2 separate regions of the Mus musculus genome follow, and region 1 is linked to region 2. A link is a contact called in public HiChIP or PLAC-seq data. All regions are on one chromosome and are shown on one strand. Each heading gives the region's core, a stretch centred on a gene start, on an enhancer-like site or on the middle of the called end of the contact. The rest is flanking DNA. Distances are from core to core; before and after follow the strand shown. Region 1 has its middle 21 kb from the start of Gm41027. Region 2 overlaps Polk (polymerase (DNA directed), kappa).

Evidence for each region. HiChIP or PLAC-seq counts read pairs in DNA pulled down with a chosen protein or histone mark.
Region 1: a contact with region 2 is called in a FOXA1 HiChIP or PLAC-seq map of pancreatic cancer cells. The contact joins two enhancer-like sites. A contact is called at or near these places in 2 of 115 datasets of contacts at active chromatin or transcription factors (memory CD8 T cells and pancreatic cancer cells).

The regions. Positions count from the first base shown.
Region 1 is chr13:96,960,847-96,964,970 of GRCm38.p6, reverse strand. No RefSeq gene overlaps it. Among named protein-coding and RNA genes, the nearest start is that of Gm41027, 21 kb to the left of the region's middle. Within about 2 kb of position 1,965, at least 20 of the 459 cell types and tissues checked have an H3K27ac peak or open chromatin away from gene starts, as enhancers often do. A contact at or near this core is called in pancreatic cancer cells, where this site is marked.
Region 2 is chr13:96,531,123-96,535,318 of GRCm38.p6, reverse strand. The region is part of intron 1 of Polk (polymerase (DNA directed), kappa); the gene reads left to right. Among named protein-coding and RNA genes, the nearest start is that of Polk, 9.4 kb to the left of the region's middle. Within about 2 kb of position 1,393, at least 63 of the 459 cell types and tissues checked have an H3K27ac peak or open chromatin away from gene starts, as enhancers often do. A contact at or near this core is called in pancreatic cancer cells, where this site is marked.

The sequences.
Region 1 (4,124 bases), core at 716-3,215, 430 kb before region 2:
CTCACCGTTTGTCCTCCTCTCTGTCTTAATTACCACCACCAAGAACGTCCTGCAGTCCTCAGCTTCGGCACTCTATAAGCACAGTGTTTGTGTCAATCACCTACCCTCTCTTTGAATTTCCAACGTTGTGTGGTTTCTATGGACGTGTGGACATTAATGCACGGCTATGCTTTTCTCTCCTTAATCTTCCTATTGTTGTCTCTCTTGGTAGACCCCTACCTATACTTTAATTACTGCATTATGTTAACATCAGTGCCCCCAAGGCCACCCATATGGTAGAAACTGACTCTAACAGTCTGTCACTGTGCCCTTGTCCTACTTGCGTCCTCGGGAATGGCTTGAAGTTAGTCCTGGTGGGAGCACTGAGCAGAGGTCCCATATGAGGGTAGTATGGTTTTATGTTTCTGGTGTTTATTTATTTATTTATTTATTTATTTATTTTATTTTTGAGAGTAGGTATTGACATACATGCTGGTCAGAATATCAGGCAGCACCAAGAAATAAAATTCTATGTTTTAAATACAGCTGGGTTGATGACAGGGATTCATCAGGAGTATAATATGAAGATAAAATATTTCCTCTTAATTCATTGGCTAGCTTTGAAGATTTAAACACTGATTTAATTAGATTCACCATCTCTCAGGCTCCAACTCTGTGCTGATGTCTAATTATATGGTAGCTGGTGGCAGATTTATTTGACTTTCTTTACAGGTATATATACAAAATTCCTAGGGCTACCAATAGAACATGAGCTATTGGGTAGCTCAAGACAAAAGAAATATATTCTTCCATGGTCTTGAAGCCTGGAAGACTGCCATCACAAAGCACCAGGAGAGCCAGGCTCCCCTGAGTCTGGGTGGTACCCTTTGTCTCTTGACTCCGAAAAGATGCAAATGCAATGAGTTTTAACTAATTGTACTTACAAGGACCATATTTCCAATTGAGTTCATAGTTTGAGTTTCTAAGGAATACAATTTTGGTCTTTTATTTCTGGGAACATAATTCACCCCCTCATAACAGCAAGCAGCCTGCTTCATGAACAGTGCATTGCAACCTACTAGAACCTGCAGACCCAAGCTCACATACATGGCTATATGCATCCGATCTGCATGACTCGGAACTTTTTTCTGGATCTAGAACTCACTTTAGCCAGGTAAGGAAGAAGAGCCCAGGACTCCAAAACGGCTTAAGATCAAACATAATTATCTCTTGTTTCGGCTGAGGATTTAAGTAAAACAAGCTACAGATGTCAGAGGTTAGAAACTGCCATAAGATGCATGTCATTATTTTCTAGTCCTAGGATGATGTCGTACCCAAGAAGAGGATGGCAGTATTTATCCAACCCTATATAAGTACTAACATGTCAGCAATTGTCACCGCCTCCTAGACCCTACAGTGAAGGAGGTAGCTGTCATAGAACCAGGCTGAGTCCTCCTTCCAATTCTGGCATAGCGGTGTATTAAATTTTTACTTCCTTTTGTGGGATGCTATGCTTTTGATGTGATGTGTTCTCCAAAAGGCTCATGTATTAAAGGCTTAGCTCCTACCTGGTCGGTTGTTGAGAAGTGATTTGGATTGTGAGGGCTATGGCCTCACCATTGGAGAAATGGATTAAAACATGAAGTTGTCTATTGGTAGGTCATAGAAACTGGAAGATAGGGGAGGAAGTAGGTCACTAAGGATGTGTGGGGTGTTGTCTTCAAAGACTATATCCCATGCCAGCCCCTTGGCCTCCATAGAGCAAATGACTCTCTTCTACCATCCGTTTATGCTGTGGTTCTCTGTCTCACCACAGCCCTAGACATCACGGAGCCGATTGGCCATGGAATGAAACGTCTACAAACACGGGCTAAAACTGAACTTTCTCTTGGGTATTTTTCACAGCAGGGTCTATTTGCTCTTAGTCAACATTGGTGTAGATGTCATAGTTTGGGAGCTAGTTATTTGAACTACTTGTTTGTTTGGGGGGTGGGGTGGGGAGCAGTCCAGAGTGGTGACTGTACACCCTGAGTTACCAGGATACAGACTGGTAGGACACAGGCTGGTAGAAGCAGGTGCTCTCTCTTCCGGGTAGGTCTCACTCTAACTCTCTGCCAGGGGCTCTTTAGTGTGATGTTCATGGCTACAATGATCAGCAACCTTGCCTTTTGTTCAGACTTATGAGTAAAAAAAAAACCCAAAGGTAGGACCATGGAGAGTAGCCCAGGGTGGGCATTCTCTCAGATATTCAGACGCCTATAACATATTTCTAACAAGAAGATAATGCATTGAATATTTCTTTCTGGTTAAAACAACATAGTATGTTAGCTATCTTTGTAGTCTTATAGGAGAACAAAATATACTGAGTATTGATGAGTTTGGGCAGATTTTTCTTTCAAAAAAACTGGTCCATTTCTTTTGGATTGTCTTTAATTTCACCCGTTTTTTGCTTTAATTCTTATTCCTTGTCTCCTTGCTTTGGATCTAATTTGCTCTTCAGCTTCTAGTTCCCCAAGATGCCTGATCTGTTCTAACACGTGCATTTCGCACCAGTCTTTAACCACTTCTTCTGCCACAAATTTTAGCAAATTGTGTCTTCATTTAGCTCAAAATATTTAAAAATTTCTTTGGATCATTAGATCATTATTCTTTGATGTCATTAAGTTATTAAGATGTGTGGTTTTTGTGACTCAAAAGCATCTACACTGAGATCTGATGCTTTCTTCTGTCATGTAAGCACACATGCAAATAGAGTATATATATATATATATATATATATATATATATATATATATATGCTCTATTTAAAGTATCTATTTAAAAAGATACCATGTAAAAGAAAATAAAATTTACCAAACGGAGGCTCAGATGAACCTATATAATTGAAAGAATCACTGACTGTTAAGCTCTAGAAATCGAAAGAAAAAGATCCACGCAAGATGCATCATGACAGCATTTTAGAATGGCTGGATTAAGGATAAGACCTCAAAATGATAAAAAAAAAAATCAGGAAGGGGCTAAAATTGATGACTCAGCTGTTCAGAGCACTGGCTGCTCTTGTAGAGGACTAGGATTCCATTTCCAGAACTCATGTGATTTCTCACAACTGTTCCAGGTCCAGTTCTTGGGGATCCAATACCCTCTTCTGGCCTCCACAAGCCCCAGGCACACAAATGGTATACAGACATGCATGCAGGCAAAGCATTTATAAAACAAAATAAAAGCCAGGAATTGTCATCACAACATAGGAAGTCACAGGACAATGCTGAATGCCTACAACTCCCAGGGGAACATAGTTTTCACTATGCAAGAACTGCAAACCCAGAAAAGCTGTCAACCAAATGGGAGGGCACAGTGGAATCAGCGTGAGATGCTCAAAGTAGCAGCAGCTCTCCCTTCCATCTGCTCTTCCTCACGAAAGAGAACACGTTCAACAAATCAGAGGCAACTCCCGTGGAAACCACAGAGCCTGGAGGAACGTGAGAAATCTCAAACAAGAGGCTGTAGGAAGACTCATCCATGCTATAGGGAGCCTGTACAGTTATAGCGATGCAGCAAGCACAGAACAATCAGACTCCAAGCATGGCTTCCAGAGAGGATCAAAGGAACTACACTGGCCTGTTGTATCTGTGGTTTCTTCCTTTCAGGATTCAGCCAGCCACAGTTTAAAAATATGTTCTAAAATGGTATATATATATATATATATATATATATGCTATAGACATGTTTTTCTTAAAATTATATCCTAATACAATGTAGCAACTATTTAAATAGCACCTCCATTGTATCTTATATGTGCCATCCATAGAATACTTAACACATCTAAGAAGATAACTGTCATTTCAATCCATATATTTCACCATTTTATGGAAGGGACTTACTATGTGCAGAATTTGGTGTTTCTGGGGGTGGCTGGAGTCAATCCTTCACAGACATGCGGAAGGAGAATTGTCTCATTGATAGTACTATAGTGTAAAGAGTTTTGTTTAACATGTTATTTAGAAGTAGTAAATTAAACATGAAGGGTGCAGATGCCACAAATGGATGATGGTTCAGTCCCCACCATTACCCAGAACAACCCTTTAAAAACTAACAGATCCAAAACACAGTGAAGAGGATTTAAAGTGGGTTGTAGAAGGTCTTTG
Region 2 (4,196 bases), core at 144-2,643:
TACACAGAGAAACCCTGTCTGGAGAAAAAGGAAAAAAAAAAAAAAGTTGATTACAAACACAAAAAGTAAGTGTAGACACAATGTAGGGGTTTCTTACATGTTAGCTCATCATTTGTATTAGCACACAAAAAAGACAGTTTTGCTTCATTTGGCATGTCTGCCTTCCAAGCTAATGGTTTCCAGTTGGCCTTTGATGTTAACACGTAGGTAGGCAGGCTCATAATCAGTGTGAACCTCCAATCTCAGTCATCTGTAATAGGAGGATTTATAAGGACTTGTAACTGATAAGCACACTCTTCCAGTGACCCAGAACAGCCAATACAGAACAGAAAATTTATGACTGGAAGTAGCATTTTATCGTTTATGATTGGCCATTATAGTCTCTAATCTTAGCATAGGAATAATCCCACAGCCCAAGAGCTACGGAATTTTCTTTAGCCTGTGCTGGTCTTTCTTTCTCTCATAATTCCCTTTTTCCTTGCATTGCTGTTGTCTGAGGTGTTGTATATTAGGAGTCACTGTTGCCCCTCTGAGGTCATCCTGTCCATGACAGGTTGGTGGGAAAACTGTAACAGGCAGACATGACGGTAACTCAGTCACTAACCTCTAGCCTGGCGAATTGGGTGGGTTTCGTTGTTTTGTCTTTTATTGTTTTCTGTGCTGGGAATGGAGCTCAGAGTCTTGTGTGTGCAAATCGGGCGCCATAACATAAAGCTGGGTCCCTAACCTCTCACCTGTGGAGGATTCTCATTTCCATCTTGGTTCTCCCTTTGGTATTCCAAGAGCCCCTGACTCACTCCTTCCTCCAGTTTCCCAGGCCCTGTGATGATTGCTAGCCTATCTCTCAAAGCTAGTCTCCATGCCCTTACTGCAAACATCAATGTCATATTTCTGTCTCTAAAGGAAATTATGATACTAAATGGTTAGTAGTATAGAAGTGGGCATTTTTAAATAGACATTGCCAGTTTTTACATTTCTTGCTCTTCCTTTATATCTAACAATCCACACTTCATTTAGATTGATGGATTCTTTTATTAACATGTATTATTGTTATCAGTAGTAGTAGTATCTGTTATTCTGAAATGTTTATATTGCTTCTTAAAAAAAAAAAAACAAAACTTGTTTGTTTTGGGGCTCTTATTGTGTAGCCCAGGCTAGCCTTGAACCTTCTTCCTGCTTGCATCTCCCAGGTGTTAGGTTCCTTAGCAGTTTGCTTTAATCTTTCAGGTGACTTTATCACCTGCCTTAGACTTCCTTCTGTGCTGATTTTTATGAAGTGACCCTTCTGAGAGAGCTGTGGTTTTGGAATTAGTCAATGGAAGAGCTGATGGGGTACTGACTCATACCCTAAAGCATTGAATACAGTGACTGAAAAATTTGTCCCCAGAGAAAATGCTAACATTCCAAAGGAAGGCCTCTGTTACACAGAGGACAGTCAGCTCTCCCTCCACTCTGGCTCCAGGCGACTGTGGCAAGTGCTTTCCCCCCAGGGAACCATCTCGCTGACCCTGTCCAGACATTGCTAAGGAATTTAAACATAAAGGAAGTGAAGGTAGTGCTGAGTTGTATGTTTTCTGTTATTTTTTTAACTGGCTATTTTATTTATTTACATTTCAAATATTATCCCCTCCCAGGAAGGTCTTTCCTCTGGAAACTCCCTATCCTATCCCCCCACCCCCTGCCTCTATGAGGGTGCTTCCCCACCCACACACCCATTTCTGCCTCCCTGCCCTTTCATTCCCCTACACTGGGGCATCGAACCCTGTCAAACCTAAGGGCCGCCCCCCCCCAACCCCCCCCCCCCCCCCGCACTGATGTCCAACAAGGCTCTCTTCTGCCATGTATGCAACTGGAGCCATGGGTCCCTCCATGTGTACTCTTTGGTTGGTGGTCCAGTCCTGGCAAGCTCCGGGTGGACTGACCTATTGACACTGTTGCTCCCCGATGGGGCTGCAAATCCCCTCAGTAATGGTAGATATGCGTGAAATTATAGAGCGTTGCACATTAGAAAACAAAGCATCAGTCTGACGCTGGAGCTAAGCCCTCATTCGAGAAGGGTTATGTTGTTAAGGAGTTTGACACCTCTACCATACACTATGGGAAAACTTAGAAATCAACTGCAGCAAACCAGAGAGCCATGTCAAGGTTAGACTCAGAAGCAGCCTCAGAACGGTCTGCAAGGCGGAGTCATGAAAGAACAAGAAAAGAACAGCTTGTATAGAACGTCTTGAGTTTAGTAGATATTTGTTTCCTTCCAATAGCATAGAATATAGCATAATAACTCAGTTTCTCATTAGCAACATAACCCTGCCCCATCACCAGCTTTCCTTTGTCATTTTATATTTGAATAGTAAATTTATAGATTGTAAAATTAAATATTGTAACAGTACAATATCAGAAAGTGTTCTATAGGAGAGGCGTTCTTTTTATCCTCCTCTAAGGACATATGTACACGTCCCTTAGAATTTGTGTACCTTACCATAAATCTCAGATGAAACAGAATTCATCTGCTCAGCATTTCCTTTATATGAACAGATATTTTTGCTGCCATGATCTAGTAGCCAAGAACTTGTCAGCCTGCCTCTTCATGCTAGCTTCCCTGGAGTCAACAATCCTCAAAATAGTGAACTTCTGGAAAATACACATTTGCTGACTGGGGAGATAGCTCAATCAGTAAATCTGAGTTTGATCCTGAGAATCTATCTTTAAGGGGGGGGGGAGGGGGCGGGGAGCCAGGCCTGAATCAATGCTGGAGCTTATTGCCTGGCCATCGATGATGAGTTCCGGGCCAGTGAGAGACCCTGTCTCAAACGAAAGGTGGATGGGGCTTGGGTGGTGGCTCAGTAGGTAAAATGTTTCCCTTATACATGTGAGGACCTAAGTTCAGATTCCCAGAACCTGTGTGAACTGCCAGGCACCGTGGCAAGTGCCCAGATCCAGTAATGAGATGCAGTTCTGGGAGGCCTGCTGGCCAGTTAGTCTAGCCTGCTTGGCTAAGCTCTAGGCCAAGCAGAGACTCTGAAGCAAATGCTGGGAGTGCCTGAGGAGTGGTTGTCTGACCTCTACATACACAACCACACGCACACACAAAGGCAGATGGTGCCTGTGGAATGATACGTGAGGTGGTTCTTTGGCCACCACATACTCACAAATGTACATCTGCACACACAAACATGCAGGCGAGCGAGTGAGCGAGCACATGCACACACACACATAACATAAATTTAGCTTTTCATAATTTTATGTGTTCCTGACTCTGTTTACTTCCTTCCTGGGTGTGTTTTCACTGTTACAGAGCCAGGAAGCCTTTCCAAAGCGTGCAGCTCATCAGCAAAACTGAAAAGCACAAACTGGACTCGGGAGTTTACTTTTGAACTGATACGTTATTTAATGGGTTTCAGAGTATTTCTTATTCTCTACTAAAGAAGATAGATTTCCTGAACTTAGTACTTATCTGTAATCTCAGCACTCAGGAAGGAGGAGCCAAAGTTCAAGGACATCTTGGACTGAAAGGGAGATAGTTTCCAATTATATCTCTGTAGATAAGAGTAGATATTTTTGATTGGCTTCTATCCCATTCTTCACTGGGACCAGCTAAATAAATAGGCTAATGACAATCAGAGAGTATATGGATTAGGTATGGTGCTGCACATTTGTAATCCCACCCGTCTGGAGGTACAGGCGCTAAGCGGATTGATCACTAGTCAAGGCTATTCAGGCTACATAGTGAGTGAGACCCTGTCCCTAAATCAATAAATAAGAGTATCTTAATAGTTACTGTCTTATTGGTGTGACGAGACATGACCAAGCCACCTTATACAAGAAAGCATTTAACGGGGAGCTTGTGTGCAGTGTAAGAGGGGCTAGTCAGTGATCACTGTGCCGGGGAGGATGGCACTGCTGGAGCAGTAGCTGAGGACTCATGTCTGAGCTGCAAGCTGCATCACCTGAGAACCTGACATTCAAATATATGAGCGCTGGGGACCATTCTCATTCAAACCACCACAGGTCCCCAAAAGCAATTTTCTGTCTCTGGTAACAACTTGAGTCTTCTTTTGCATACATACTCCTAGTTTATAACGATCAGGGCTTTGTTATTTGTATCGTTTCTATATGATACATGGACATAGAAAAAATAATTTAGGCTAAATTATTTTTGACCGCTTCCTCTTTTCAGTGCTCAGGACCTTGAGTTT